Linked DNA regions of Rattus norvegicus: region 1 is linked to region 2. The links are chromatin contacts, called in public Hi-C maps. All regions are on one chromosome and are shown on one strand. Each heading gives the region's core, a stretch centred on a gene start, on an enhancer-like site or on the middle of the called end of the contact. The rest is flanking DNA. Distances are from core to core; before and after follow the strand shown.

Evidence for each region. A called contact is a pair of places that touch in the nucleus more often than the background predicts.
Region 1: a Hi-C map of Schwann cells shows a contact between it and region 2, with 4 times the contacts expected there. The contact joins the enhancer-like site here to the promoter of Ythdf2 in region 2. A contact is called at or near these places in 2 of 12 Hi-C or Micro-C datasets (Schwann cells and mammary epithelial cells).

Annotation. Positions count from the first base shown.
Region 1 is chr5:149,885,974-149,892,189 of GRCr8, forward strand. The region is part of intron 2 of Phactr4 (phosphatase and actin regulator 4); the gene reads right to left. Among named protein-coding and RNA genes, the nearest start is that of Phactr4, 16 kb to the right of the region's middle. Within about 2 kb of position 3,173, at least 13 of the 93 cell types and tissues checked have an H3K27ac peak or open chromatin away from gene starts, as enhancers often do. A contact at or near this core is called in Schwann cells, where this site is marked.
Region 2 is chr5:149,686,057-149,692,975 of GRCr8, forward strand. It overlaps Ythdf2 (YTH N6-methyladenosine RNA binding protein F2), which reads right to left and starts at 4,002. Exons shown (of 5, transcript NM_001047099.2): 1 at 3,654-4,002; 2 at 3,193-3,217; 3 at 2,505-2,584. The coding sequence starts at 3,680.

The DNA.
Region 1 (6,216 bases), core at 1,923-4,422, 200 kb after region 2:
CTTCAATTTTCTAGAGCCACAGGAAATAGGGGGTGGGGGGGGTATAATTAAAACTTTCCATAGAACTTTTAAAGTCAAAGAGAAAATTACGTTTTATATTATACGCCTTTGCTTCCAAGTTTCATTTTAAAAGCAGAACCAAATGTATGCATGCCTTAGGAAAACAGCCCGTGAAATCAGGAAAGTTCAGACAACCTGCACCTATGCTTCTGTCTAGCTAAAGCAGCCAGTATAATTCTCTTTTGACTTTTCTGAAAAGCTTCATGAGTGCTGTGGATAAATATGAATCCCAAAACACAGAACCTTCCAAGAAACAAGCTTGGTGATTGTTATTTCAACCTAAGAGCTATTTCTTCTCATGAAGAATCCTTAAAGAAGCATGATCCCACGGGGTAGTGACTTATGCCTGTCAGTCCCAGCAGTGCAGAGGCTGAGGCCAGAGGATTGCTCTGAGTCTGAGGCTAGTGTGAACCATAGAGTGAGATTCTATCTCAAAAATATATCAAGGGCTGGGGATTTAGCTCAGTGGTAGAGCGCTTACCTAGGAAGCGCAAGGCCCTGGGTTCGGTCCCCAGCTCCGAAAAAAAGAACCAAAAAAAAAAAAAAAAAATATATATATATATATATATATATATATATATATATATATATCAAACAAATAGCAGTGGGCACACATCTTTAATCCCAGTATTCAGGAAGCAGAGGCAGGCACATCTCTGTGAGTTAGTTCAAGGCTAGCCCAGTCTACATAGGGAATTCCAAGATAGCCAGGGCTACACAGAAAAGCCCTGTCTCGAAAACTCAAAATAAATGAATAGAAAATAAACAGAATCCAATAACCATTAAGCACTCATACTTCCTGCTCCCTGGCTTAGGCACCAGGAACCTAAAGGTGCCCACCTCAAAATCTAAGGAAGGGCTGCGCAGTGTTTGATCATGACTGTGAAGTTGACGGACAGAGAATCACCACGAAAACCCACCTCAGGTTTTACTTAGAAAGTATTTCCAGAAAGGTTTAACTAAGGCTGGCGAATGGTTTGCTATGTAAGCCTAGAGACCTGAGTTTCACCTCTAGAATCTACGTAAAGGTGTAGAAAAAGAACCAAGGCCACAAAGTTGTCCCCTGACTGCCACGTGGGTGCAGTTGCATGCACACTCCCACATACAGTAAATTAATGAATAAATGAACGTTAGGAGAGCACTCACACTATGCATGGGCTAGTGTCCTGGGCTGAAGAGAAAATAGAGACTAGTGAGGTGGCTTAGCAGGCAAAGGCACCAGGCTGCTAAGCCTGATGACCTGCGCTCAATACCTAGACGGGAGGGGAGGAGAGACTCCAAGCTCTCTTCTGATACCTCAGATGCATACACACTCACATAATAAATAAAGCAAGCTGGGCAGTGGTGGCACACACCTTTAATCCCAGGACTCAGGAGGCAGAGGCAGGTGGCTCTCTGAGTTTGATGCCAGCCTGGTTTACAAACTGAGTTCCAGGACAGCCATGGGAAAAAAAATCAAATGAAATAAATTTTAAAAAACTTCTTTTAATGTATTTAACTTTATTTTATATGCACTGGTGTGAGGGTGTCAGATCCCCTGGAACTGGAGTTACAGACAGTTGTAAGCCACCATGTGGGTGCGGGGAATTGAACCCCAGTCCTCTGGAAGAACAGCCAGTGCTCTTAACTCTTGAGCCATCTCCCCAGCTCCACATATTTGTTAAAAAGTGAAAACTCCGGGCATGATGACACACACCTTCAATCGCCACACTCAGGAGGCAGAGGCAGGTAGATACCTGGGAGTTCGAGGCCAGTTTGGTCTACAGGGAGCTCCTGGACAACTGGGCCACAGAGCAGCAGCACTCTTCCTTTCCTGCTTCCCAGCTGAGATGCCAGGCAACTACTTCACACTCCTGCTGCTGGGCCCTCTCACCCACTCAGGGCAGACCCCACTGAACTGTCCACGAAACCCATCCTTCCTCCCCTAAGGTGCTCCTTTGGTCTCAAGAAGAGAAATTGCTCTAAACACAAGTCTGTAAAGACAATGGGCTGAAGTGCTCCTTTCTCCCTCTCAAAGACAAGGTCTCGCGTCTCCCAGGCTGTCCTCAGAGTCCCTAAGAAGACCTTTCACAGCTCAGTATGCATGGTATGAGAGCAGATCCGCAGGCTCTGAGTCCACCAGCCAGACCATCCACCAGCTGAGCTGCAACCCCAGCTGACAAGGTAATTCCTTCAGGATTTACTGATCTGGTTCAAACTTTCTTTTTCTTTTGTGAAAAGCTTTCTATTAATTCTGGGTTCAACAGGATGTGTGCGATGCTTTAGAGCACAATGTCTCTGTGTATTTAGGACAATAATCTCAAGCCTGGTTCTGTTCTGATTCTGTCCCTTTCTATGTAGCCCAGGAAGGTCCGGAGCTTTCAATCCTCGCAGTGCTGAGATTACAGACAGGTAACACCAAGCTCACACTGGCTACAACCATGTTTTTGTGCTGGAGATCAATCCATTCCCTTGTATATGCTAAGCAAGTGTTCTACCACTGTGCTGTCAGCTCAAGCTCCGCCCCCTTTCTAATCCATAGATAGCTCCTCCCAAGGCCCTCTCAGTTCTCTTGCTTCAGCCTTTCAAGTTTCAGGACTACAGACATGTGCCACGTCCACAAACAGTGACCTCCAGAATATAAGTATACAGTCCTGGTGGCGCATAATATACTATATAGTATACAGTAATCTATAACCCAGGCACTTGGAAGTCTGAGGCATGTGAATCAAGCATTCAGAGATCCTGACCTTGTGTGGAATTTTCACAACTCTCCCACATCTACCCTTATCTTTAGTGCTGCTGACCCTTGGAGCTATGATACATTTCTCCGGGTCTAACTCACACAGCCATATGCTGTTCCCTCCGTCTTTTCTTTCTGATCTGTCCAGCTGCCGGTCTCTAGCCTCCAGGGCACATTACTTCCTTGAGCCTTTTCATTCCTCCGTCTGCATTAGATCCTCGTCTCGTCAGTTATGGGGAGTCTCTGGGGAGTGTGCTCTGCCTCCAGCTGCACTGCCACCTTGGCTGCAATCATCTGTGTACTTGTCTCTTTCTTGTTGGACTGTACATTCCTTGACAGTAGGAACTGCGGCTGGGAGTGCTGGCCCTGTCTAACCGCAGGCTGAGGCAGAAACACTGCTGTTTGTTCAAGAGCGGCCTGGGCTGCATGCAGAGATGTGAAGGCCAGGGCTAGGGCTAGACGCTGAGCGTCTTCCTGGATCACCTCCGCCTCATCTTATGAAACTATAAACTAATAAGTAAACAAACAAACAAGGGGGGACTGTCTCAACAGCCTCATAAAATAGCATAATACACACACAGTATACTATGGCATTCAAAAAACACTTGGGGACCAGTAGATGGCTTACTGGGTAAAAGGGCTCGCTAAAGCTGACTCTCATCCCCAGGACCCACATGGGAAAAGGAGAGAATCAACTCTCTTGAGTTATGGCTGATTTAAATTACAAAATGTGCATAGGCCTAGAAATTATGAACACATAATATCACTGATCAGTTGTGTAAAAAGGAACAAAAAAGACAACATAATTGAGATTATTTTGCTAGTGCACTTTATGTGTTATAAATTAGTGGGCTGGAGGGATGGTTCAGTGGTTAAGAGCACTGACTGCTCTTCCACAGGTCCTGAGTTCAAATCCCAGCAACCACATGGTGGTTCCCAACTATCTGTAATGAGATCTGCTGTCCTCTTCTGGTGTGTGAAGACAGCTACAATGTACTCACATACATTAAATAAATAAATCTTTAAAAAAAAATTAGCTTCCACATGAGACATAGGTTATTATAAATAGTTTCCATGAGTTATATGTTATTGTAAATTAGTTTTCACACAGGCTTACAGCACTAATAATTTACCTATGTGCATATGATGCAGGTATATGGAAGTCAGAGGTAGATGTTGGGTGTATTCTTCAATCACTCTCCACCTTATTTTTTGAGACAAGTTCTCTCACTGGGACCTGGTGCTCCCCAATTAGGTTAGGCTGGCTGGACAGAGAGCCTCAGGGATCTGCCTGTCCCTACCTCCCCAATGCCCGGATTACAACAAGGCATCACACCTGGCTTTTTTGCATAGATTCAGAGAGTTTAAACTCTTTTTTTTTATTTTTATTTATCTAATGTATATTACAGATGGTTGTAAGCCACCATGTGGTTGCTGGGATTTGAACTCAGGACCTCTGGAAGAGTTATCAGTGCTCTTAACCTCTGAGCCATCTCTCCAGCTCCCGATTCAGAGAGTTTAAAGTAAGTCTTTACCAACTGAGCTAATTCCCTAGCTTCACAACTACTTTTATTTGTTTAAAAAGTTAACTTTATCTGACATTAACAATTCCAAATCTCTTTAATCCCAGCACTCAGGAAGCAGAGCAGGCAGATGTCTGTGAGTTCAAGGCCAGCTTGGTCTATATAGGGAGTTCTAGGACAACCAAGAATACACAGAGAAACCCTGTCCCAAAAAATAAAAACAAACAAAAAAGTCCATTATCTCTTTCTTTTTTTTTTAATTTTATTTATTTTATGTATATGAGTACACTGTAGCTGTCTTCAGACACACCAGAAGAGGGCATCAGACACCATTACATATGGTTGTGAGCCACCATGTGGTTGCGGGGAATTGAACTTCTGGGAGAGCAGTCAGTGCTCTTAACCACTGAGCCGTCTCTCCAGCCCAAGCCCATATCTCTTTTTTTTGTTTTTTTTTTTTTTTTTTTGGTTCTTTTTTTCGGAGCTGGGGACCGAACCCAGGGCCTTGCGCTTCCTAGGTAAGCGCTCTACCACTGAGCTAAATCCCCAGCCCCCTTTTTTTTTTCCATATCTCTTAAGACCTTAAATTGTATCTTTTTTGTGTGTGTATGTGGATCCAAGTGCATACTGACATATGCTTGCAGGCCATAGGTCAGTACTGGGTATTTTCTCAGTCACAGTACAATTGATCTGGAACTCACTGACTCAGCTGCACTGGATGCCTAGCAAGACCCAGAGATCACATGTCTCTACCTGGCCAGGCCTGGGATTACACAGGCACTATGCTTGGCCGTCAGATGAGCTGAGGTCTGAACTCATGCTCTTATGCCTATGCAGCGAGCACCTTGCCACTGAGCTATCTAACCCCAGGCCCCTGAAACACTACCCTATTCTTTTCCTTTTTCCCTTTAAGGCAGATGGGGCAGTGTGCCAACGAAAATTTGATGAAAGAATAAATCCAGTCAGTCAAGGATCCAACGACCCACCGTTACCACTCGATGGAGGTTAGGACACTAACCAGCCTTCATCGTACCCAATGTTAAAGCACATACTGTGTGCGTGTGATGAGATTATAAGCAGAAGCAGAGGGCACGCGCCTTTGTATGTTCTGTACTAAGTCAAACTACTCGTCTTTTAAAGAATGTCTCTTCAGAGCTGGAGAGATGGCTCAGCAGTTAAGACCACTGACTGTGGGGTTGGGGATTTAGCTCAGTGGTAGAGCGCTTGCCTAGCAAGCACAAGGCCCTGGGTTCAGTCCCCAGCTCTGAAAAAAAGAAAAGAAAAAAAAAAAAAAAAAAAAAAGACCACTGACTGCTCTTCTGGAGGACTGAAGTTCAATTCCCAGCAACCACATGGCAGCTCACAGCCATCTGTAACTCCAGTCCCAGGAGATGACACTCTCTTCTGGCCTTTGAGAGCACTGACATGTCTGTGGTAGGCAGACATATATGCAGACAAAACAGCCTCATACACAAAATAAATCCTTAGCCTTGAAACCAAATTAACACCCCCAAACAAAAAAAAATCTTAAGAAATTTTTATTTTCCAATTAACTCATTAGTAGTAATTTTTCATGTGCTTGTATTTGTACTTATGTATAGGTGCACATGCCTGCATTACACATGTTTATACAGATTCATGTGAAGACTCAAGGACAATCTCATGTGCCGTCATCCAGAACACTGCCCATCTCCTTTCACTGACTTAGAGCTCACTGCTTAGGCTAGCCTGGCTAGCCAGGGAGTCCCCAAGGATCGACCTGCTTCTGCCTCCCCAGCACTGGGGTACAATCACTTATCACGATGCCCACCACTTTCAAGTGGAATACTTTACCAACTAAACCAACCCCCAAGCCAGCCAGCCAGCCTACCTGTCTGTCTGTCTGTCCAACCATCCATCCATCCATCTATC
Region 2 (6,919 bases), core at 2,752-5,251:
CAATTCAAAGTAGTCTGCCTTAGTTGTAATAGTTCTAGTAATGTAAGGCACTCATTCTTTACCAATCCATTAGCTACCAACAGGCAGATATGACCTGAAGAAACTTGGAAAACTAAATACTTTAGTACTTAAACTTGTGTTACCAAGGCCAGGAAACAATATAAACTGTATTATTTAGCTCTAAATACATCTACATAAAAAAATTTTCAACTAATGGAGTGATAAGGCCAAGTATAGTGCCTTATACCTTTAGTTCTAGGATTCAGGAGACAGAGGCAAACAGATCTCAGTATGAGGCTAGTCTACATAGAGACTCTCAAAAAAAAAAAAAAGGAAAAGAAAAAAGAAAATATTTAGCATGAGGCTAAATATTGGACACAGTATATATATTCAATTAAAAAAACACAGAAACCCTCATAAATTACTTTTTTTATTTTGAGATAGGGTTTTACAAATATAGTCATGGCTAGCCTAGAATTCTTTGGAATATTTTTTGTTTTGGTTTGTTTTAAGACATAATTTAAACCTCTGTGTAACAGTACTAGCTGCCCTGAAACTAGAGACCACCCCCTTCCTCTACCCACCAAATGCTGGGAGACTAAAGACTTACATCACCATCCACAAGCTGGCCCAGAATGTTTTAATATTAAAGGCAGGTTTATTGGGAAGCTGCTCTTCCGTGGGCAGGTTCACTGGCCCTAAGGACCAAGGCCAGAGAAGTAGCCATGAGGAAGGGAGAGTTAGGGAGGAAGAGAGAAATTGGCCCTGGGGCAGAGAGAGAGGAACTGGTAGAATTCTTAAGACCAAACTGGCCTGAAACTCAAAAGATCCACTTATTTCTGTCTCCCTAGTCCTTGAATTAAAAGCATGAGGTACAATACCCAGCTATGTGAATTAGTCTTAATAATATAACACAAGAACACAAAACACACCCACACTTCTTCAAGGTCTATAACCACACATTATTTTAAAACAAAATTTTTAAAAAGTCATTAAGCTTCAGCTTCTCTAAGAAAAACAAAATGTTCTTACTAGCACAGATTATGCCAAGACATAGGTGAATGGCTATACTCAAAGTAGCAAGTTCACACACGCCACAGAGCTCAAAAATCTGAATTACACAACACTTTATAAGAACTACCTAGAATGGGTTCTAAATGCTCCCACTCAGTAACAATGATTAGGAAAGCAAACTACACCATTAGTAGCAACTATTAATATTTCATTCCTCTATTTCTGTCTCTGCTTTTTTTGACTGGCTGTTTGGCCAGTGTGGAAACTCTTGCCAATCACTTCCTAGATAGTTTTTGTACTCTCAATGTGAAAATCTTAGATAGGCTCAAAAATCTTACCAAACAATCAGGTCCAAATCTGAACACATACACAATGTCAAGTCACTAAAAACCAGCTATATTTCTTTCCTACAGAATAGGTTAAAATTTGTATGTAAACGTTCCACTCCTTGAACTTTTTTTTCCGGAGCTGAGGACAGAACTCAGGACCTTGAGCTTGTCTAGCAAGCGCTCTACCACTGAGCTAAATCCCCAACCCCTCCTTGAACTTCTTAATTTATGCTGTAGCATCTTAAAATCAAAATCTTCAATTCTTTTGGGTACATTTATCTACAGACTTAATGTTAACTAAAATTTTGTGGCTGTCTTGAGATGGAGAAACAAAGTTGGTGAATCTATTTCAATACCTACAGTTCATATCAGGAGTATCTAAATACATATGCAACTAATCTTCCCATCAAAAATAATAAATGTGTCTCAAACTTTTCTTGGTGGCAATGGGGACTATGCTAAAGGACACACTGATGCAAAAACCCTCTACCATTGACCCCTACCTGCAACTGTTATCATTATTGGTCTAAGTGTCAACAGTTCGACAGTGTTTTAACCTCCTTGAACTCCATTTCCTAAACACATCAGCCAAAAGAGCTAGGAACGAGGTTGTTCTCTATGGACACTAAATAACAAAAAAAAAAAAAAAAAAAAAAATCAAACGAGCAAGCATCATACTGTCTCATATGAAATAGTTTTAATACACAAAGAGCCTAATTAGAGACCAAAGGGATGATGGTTTTGTATAGGTGAAGTTCAAGTGATAATTCACTAGATTTTCCTCCCATTATCATCCCAGTTTTCCTAAAAAAAAAAAAAAAAAAAAAAAAAAGGTTTTGTTTTCTTTAGAGCTCAAGCTAAACACTGGTCAACATTCTTAAGTTCTGCACTGATCCATTCCTGGCAAACTAGGGGCAATTACTCATGCCAGTGTTATCGCTCTTATACAACGAATGTTATCAGTACTACGGTTTCAGAGCACACGATTTCTTGACCACACAGCGTATGCTTCCAATAAATATTCCATATAACAAGTTAGTAAGTTATATTAGGAGAGTCAACCACCCCCCAACACAATAGTGAGACTTACTGATAGGGCAGAGAATGTCTAACAGTACACTGTCCCCTCAGATCCTCAGATAATAAAGATCAACTACTCACCGGCCTTGCCTGTGGGCTCAAGTAAGGTTCGAAATCATCATCATTTAGACCATCCTTTTGATGCACAGAACCATTTTGTACTAGAGGGGAAAAGTCAAATTAGTAATGCCCTGGTCTGACAAACTCCCTTCCAAATCCATCAATTTACATCCTCCCCAAGAAGAAACTATGCTAGTTCAGAGAGCCACTTAGTTTGAAGCTCCGGGGGAGTGGGGGGGAACGGACAGATAACGATGGGCGCCAAGGCTAAAGCAAGATTCAACAGTAAAAAGTCTCTCCACCCCAGAGCAAGCCGATCTTTTTAAAAGGTCAGTTTATTGGCTCCTTCGAATTTCAATTCCCTCCGGCTTTCTCTACCCCCTTTCACATGTGAGTTACTTCCAGAAAGTGATCCGCGAGGAGGAAAAACAAAGGCCTCCTAAGACCTACGGGAAACTAAGGACCTGGTGCTTTTCAAAATGCATTCCACCCCCACCCGCTCATGAATTACTCGTTGTTAACGAAAAAGCTACACGCCAGCTGCAGGAACACACCAAAAGGGTCGAACAACCCGCGCGAGGCACCTGCGAACTGAGCGGCTTCGGAATGGTCCTTTCCCCGGGGCACGTCCCCGAGACACCGCCCCCACTGCCCGGCGTACCCCCCCCCCAACATCCCGGCCGGCGGTCACCGGCGGAGCGGGGCTTACCTTTGTTTCCTTGACCTTTTGGTCTCTGCGAGAGGAGGGGACGTCGCCGAGCAGCAAGTCGTCCGGGAAGAAAACGGAAAGGGAAAGACAAATGAAAGCAGGGCCCGAGCCGGGAAGAAAGGAACAGGCCTGGGGGGCACGCGTGGTGAGGGGAAGGCGGGGAAGAGCGCTAGGCCGGCGAGTCAGCGGGGCAGCGCCGGCAGCGACACGAGGGAAGGAGAAGGAAACGAGGAAGGGAAGCCCTGGCCGCTAATGGGACGGAGCGCGGCGCGGCGAGCGAGGCCTGGGGAGGAGCGGGAAGAGCGGGCCAGGCGGGGAGGCTCAGGGCGCGGCCGGCCTGAGGCCCGAATCCCGACCCGCGAGAGGCGACGCCGCGGCCCGGCCCGGAGCGGCGGGCCCGGGCCTAGTCGGGCCCCATCTCGCCTCACACAATGGCCGAGACATGCGGGCTGGGCCTGTACCTGCTCCAAGAGGCTGCTGGCCGACATGGCTCTCGGATCCTCACTGGTAACGTCGGTGGCGGACTCCTCGTCAGCACGGCGGCGGCGGCGGATGAGCCCCGGCGGCAGGAGCAGAGGGCGCGGCGGCGGCTTTTGTCCCTGACACTCGGAGCCTCGGCGGACGCAGCGGAGACACAGCGCGCGGCTCGGGCTCCGGCTCCGATTCAGCGACGCTCTAGCCGGACAGCTCAACGCCCGTCTCTATGCTCTGGCGCGCGCGCCCGCCTCTCACAGCCGGGATGTGGGAGCCGAGCGGCAGAGACGGGCGGCGCGCGCGGCGCGAGCGCTGACTCTCACATTCACTAACCCACGCGGAAGGGGCCCGGCGCGGAGCATCTCGGGAAGGTAGAATCGTGCCCGTGACGCCCTCTGGTGGGCTGGAGGAGCGGAAGCGGCGCGCGCGGTCTCTCCGCCCCCACCGCCACTACTTTGGGCCTAGGAGCCCTGAGTGGCCGGGGTCGCGACTGGAGTTTTTTAAGAAACGTGCAGAGGAAAATTGCTTTGTCTTAAGAAAACACGCAGAAGCGCGTTTCTTAATGTTGCAGAGGCTTCTGCTACTTGCGAGACTTGAGCCCTAATTCATAACTGCATTTGCTAACTCTCCCCCAATTTGAAAAGGAACCAGGAGAGAGATCTTAAGAGCTCACCGAGAAAACTTCACGGAGGTCCGCCCAGAAGACACCAGCGCCCTTCCTTAGGACTTTTGTCACCTTTCTTCCTCAGGGACTTGAAAAAAGCACCCAGGAGCACCACTTCCACTAAATATTAAAAAGCCCGCCGCCATTGCCCTGTACACAAGACATTTACTCCTTTGGCATTTGAGGGGAAAAAAAAAATAGACAGTCCCTTTGCAGAGCAGTGACCCCAAAATAATCTAGTAAACTCTGGACTTTATTTCCAAGAAAAAGACACCTCACACGTGTGCACACAATGTTGCACATACTTCCACGGAGTCTGTCAGACCTTAAGAGGAAATATTCTTGATCTGAGGACAGGAAAATGAACACTATTCCAGGACGTGCTGTGTGCAGGGCTTTGCCATTAAGTGCTTTCTGACACATTAATCTTAGAGACTCTCAAGTTCAAAGTGGCTACCAACCGGTGTTAGAGCTGGGGAGATCGAGATTAAGCATGCTGTGGAAGTTACCAAGCTATTAAATAGATCCCTGCTTTTGACCCGAAGAAGAACATAATGTCACCGTACAACAGCTCGAAAAGAAATCATCTATTCGTGAACTAAGATCCAGAAGAGATCCAAAGGATGAGCAAAGACTTTTTGTTTGTAGGGGGTTTTGGTTAGTTTTTTGAGACAGGGTGCCTCTAGGTGTCCTTGAACTCACTAGGTAGACCAGGCTAGCCTTGAACTCATATTTCTGCCTGCCCTTGCCTCCGAAATGCTGTTATCAAAGGCATGCACCATCCAAATGCACTTTAAAAAAAAAAAAAAAAACATTTATTTTATTTATATGAGAACACTGTAGCTGTCTTCAGACACACCAGAAGAGGGCATCGGATCTCATTACAGATGATTGTGAGCCACCATGTGGTTGCTGGGAATTGACTCAGGACCTCTGGAAGAGCAGTCAGTGCTCTTAACCACTGAACCATCTCTCCAGCCCCCTAAATGCACTCTTAATCATCATCATCACTGTACAGGGATATTTAATAGTAGGTTTTGTTATTGCAAATAGCAGACACCTGAGCAATGCGATATTGTTAACCTAACACCATCTGCTCGCTAGATAGAGAAGGTTTTGATTTGACAGACTCAGGAGGAAAAGGCCAAGATTCTTGGATTTTACTTCATAAGTCGCTCAGAGTGCAAAAGCATTTCTTTTCTGCTGATACTCACATTTACGGCTTAAGTGAACTCGATCAGGCACCAAAGTTGAAGAACTCTTAGTAAAATGTCCCATCTCAGAGTGGAGATCCCGCTAATTGAATGAGAGAAGCCTAATGCTTTTTATGAACGATAAGTAGCGGGTCACCTCCCGGCCCAGATTTGTATATAAACTGTATCAGCAATAGCTTACGCTTGGAGGCAGCATGGTTTTGCAAAAAGAGAATTAGACTGGAAATCATCCCCTGAGAGCAAGAGAGAGTGTAAACACTGGTCTCCCGAGTCCAGGTACAACACTAGGAAAATTATTACACCTGTCCCAGATTCCCTCCTTTAAGAAAGAAGATAATACCTCCTGCCCACCAAGTTTGTCCCAAAAAAATAAAGGTTAAAAAAAATTGAAAGCAAAAGTAAATGAATAAGTTGAAAACATTTGAAAATGTCAGGTATGCTGTAGGTTCCTTTTGTGTGGGGGTGGGAGTGCTTCTGACAGCTTCTTCGGGTACAGGGAACCTTGATTACCTCCTGTGAGAGCACCTCTTCTGCAGGAGCTCCTGGGTTAAACGCTAAAACCCCCTTGTGGGTAGAGTAATGCTAACCCTGGGTTTGTTTAGCAGATTGGTTTCACAGACTCCTAAATAAACATACCAAACCGATATGTTTAATCCCTGAGAAGCAGGAAGGGAAGGCTGGAGTGGTTGGTAGTATTTTTAGGGCTTGGAGACTATGACACGGGAACTGAGTTTAGGTTCTAGTGCAGGCTCCCCACTGGAGCGTTTTAACAGCATCCACTGAGCGCTCAGCAACGTGCTAGGGAGAAAGGCTTACGATTCACTTTCCCTTGGCGTTTATAGACTAGTTAAGGACATTGAGACCATGCAAATAGTTATTCAAAGTGACTCAATTATAGCTGTGCAAAGTGCAATGAGGAAGTACAGGCAAATGGCCTCTTGAGAAGAGCGTGAAAGTTCTCACTGAGGAGTGAGCTATAATGCAGACTTGAAGGACCAAGAGTTATTGGCCAGACAAGGAAGGAAACTAGCAAGGAGACACGATGTGCAAAGACCCTAAATGAGGAAGAGGCAGGCAGCAGCAGGGCTGATAGGAGGTTGCCATGGCTGGCTCATCACGACAGGGTGGGTGGAGAATTTAAGCAGAAAAGCCGCAAGGACCTCATTCTTTTGCTACAAATTTTGATTAGCCAGTAAGAGGTTAAAAGTATACTAAGTCCCAGTGCACTGTGGGAAAAGAGGGATTAGGGATTAAAAGATCATGACACTAAATCTAGGCCAAAAATAACAGCAGCAAATTCAGTGTAGACTAACTTGTAGGCACAGTAGAAATCTAACCAGCCATGGTGGGCCATGCCTATAACACCGTCCTCAGG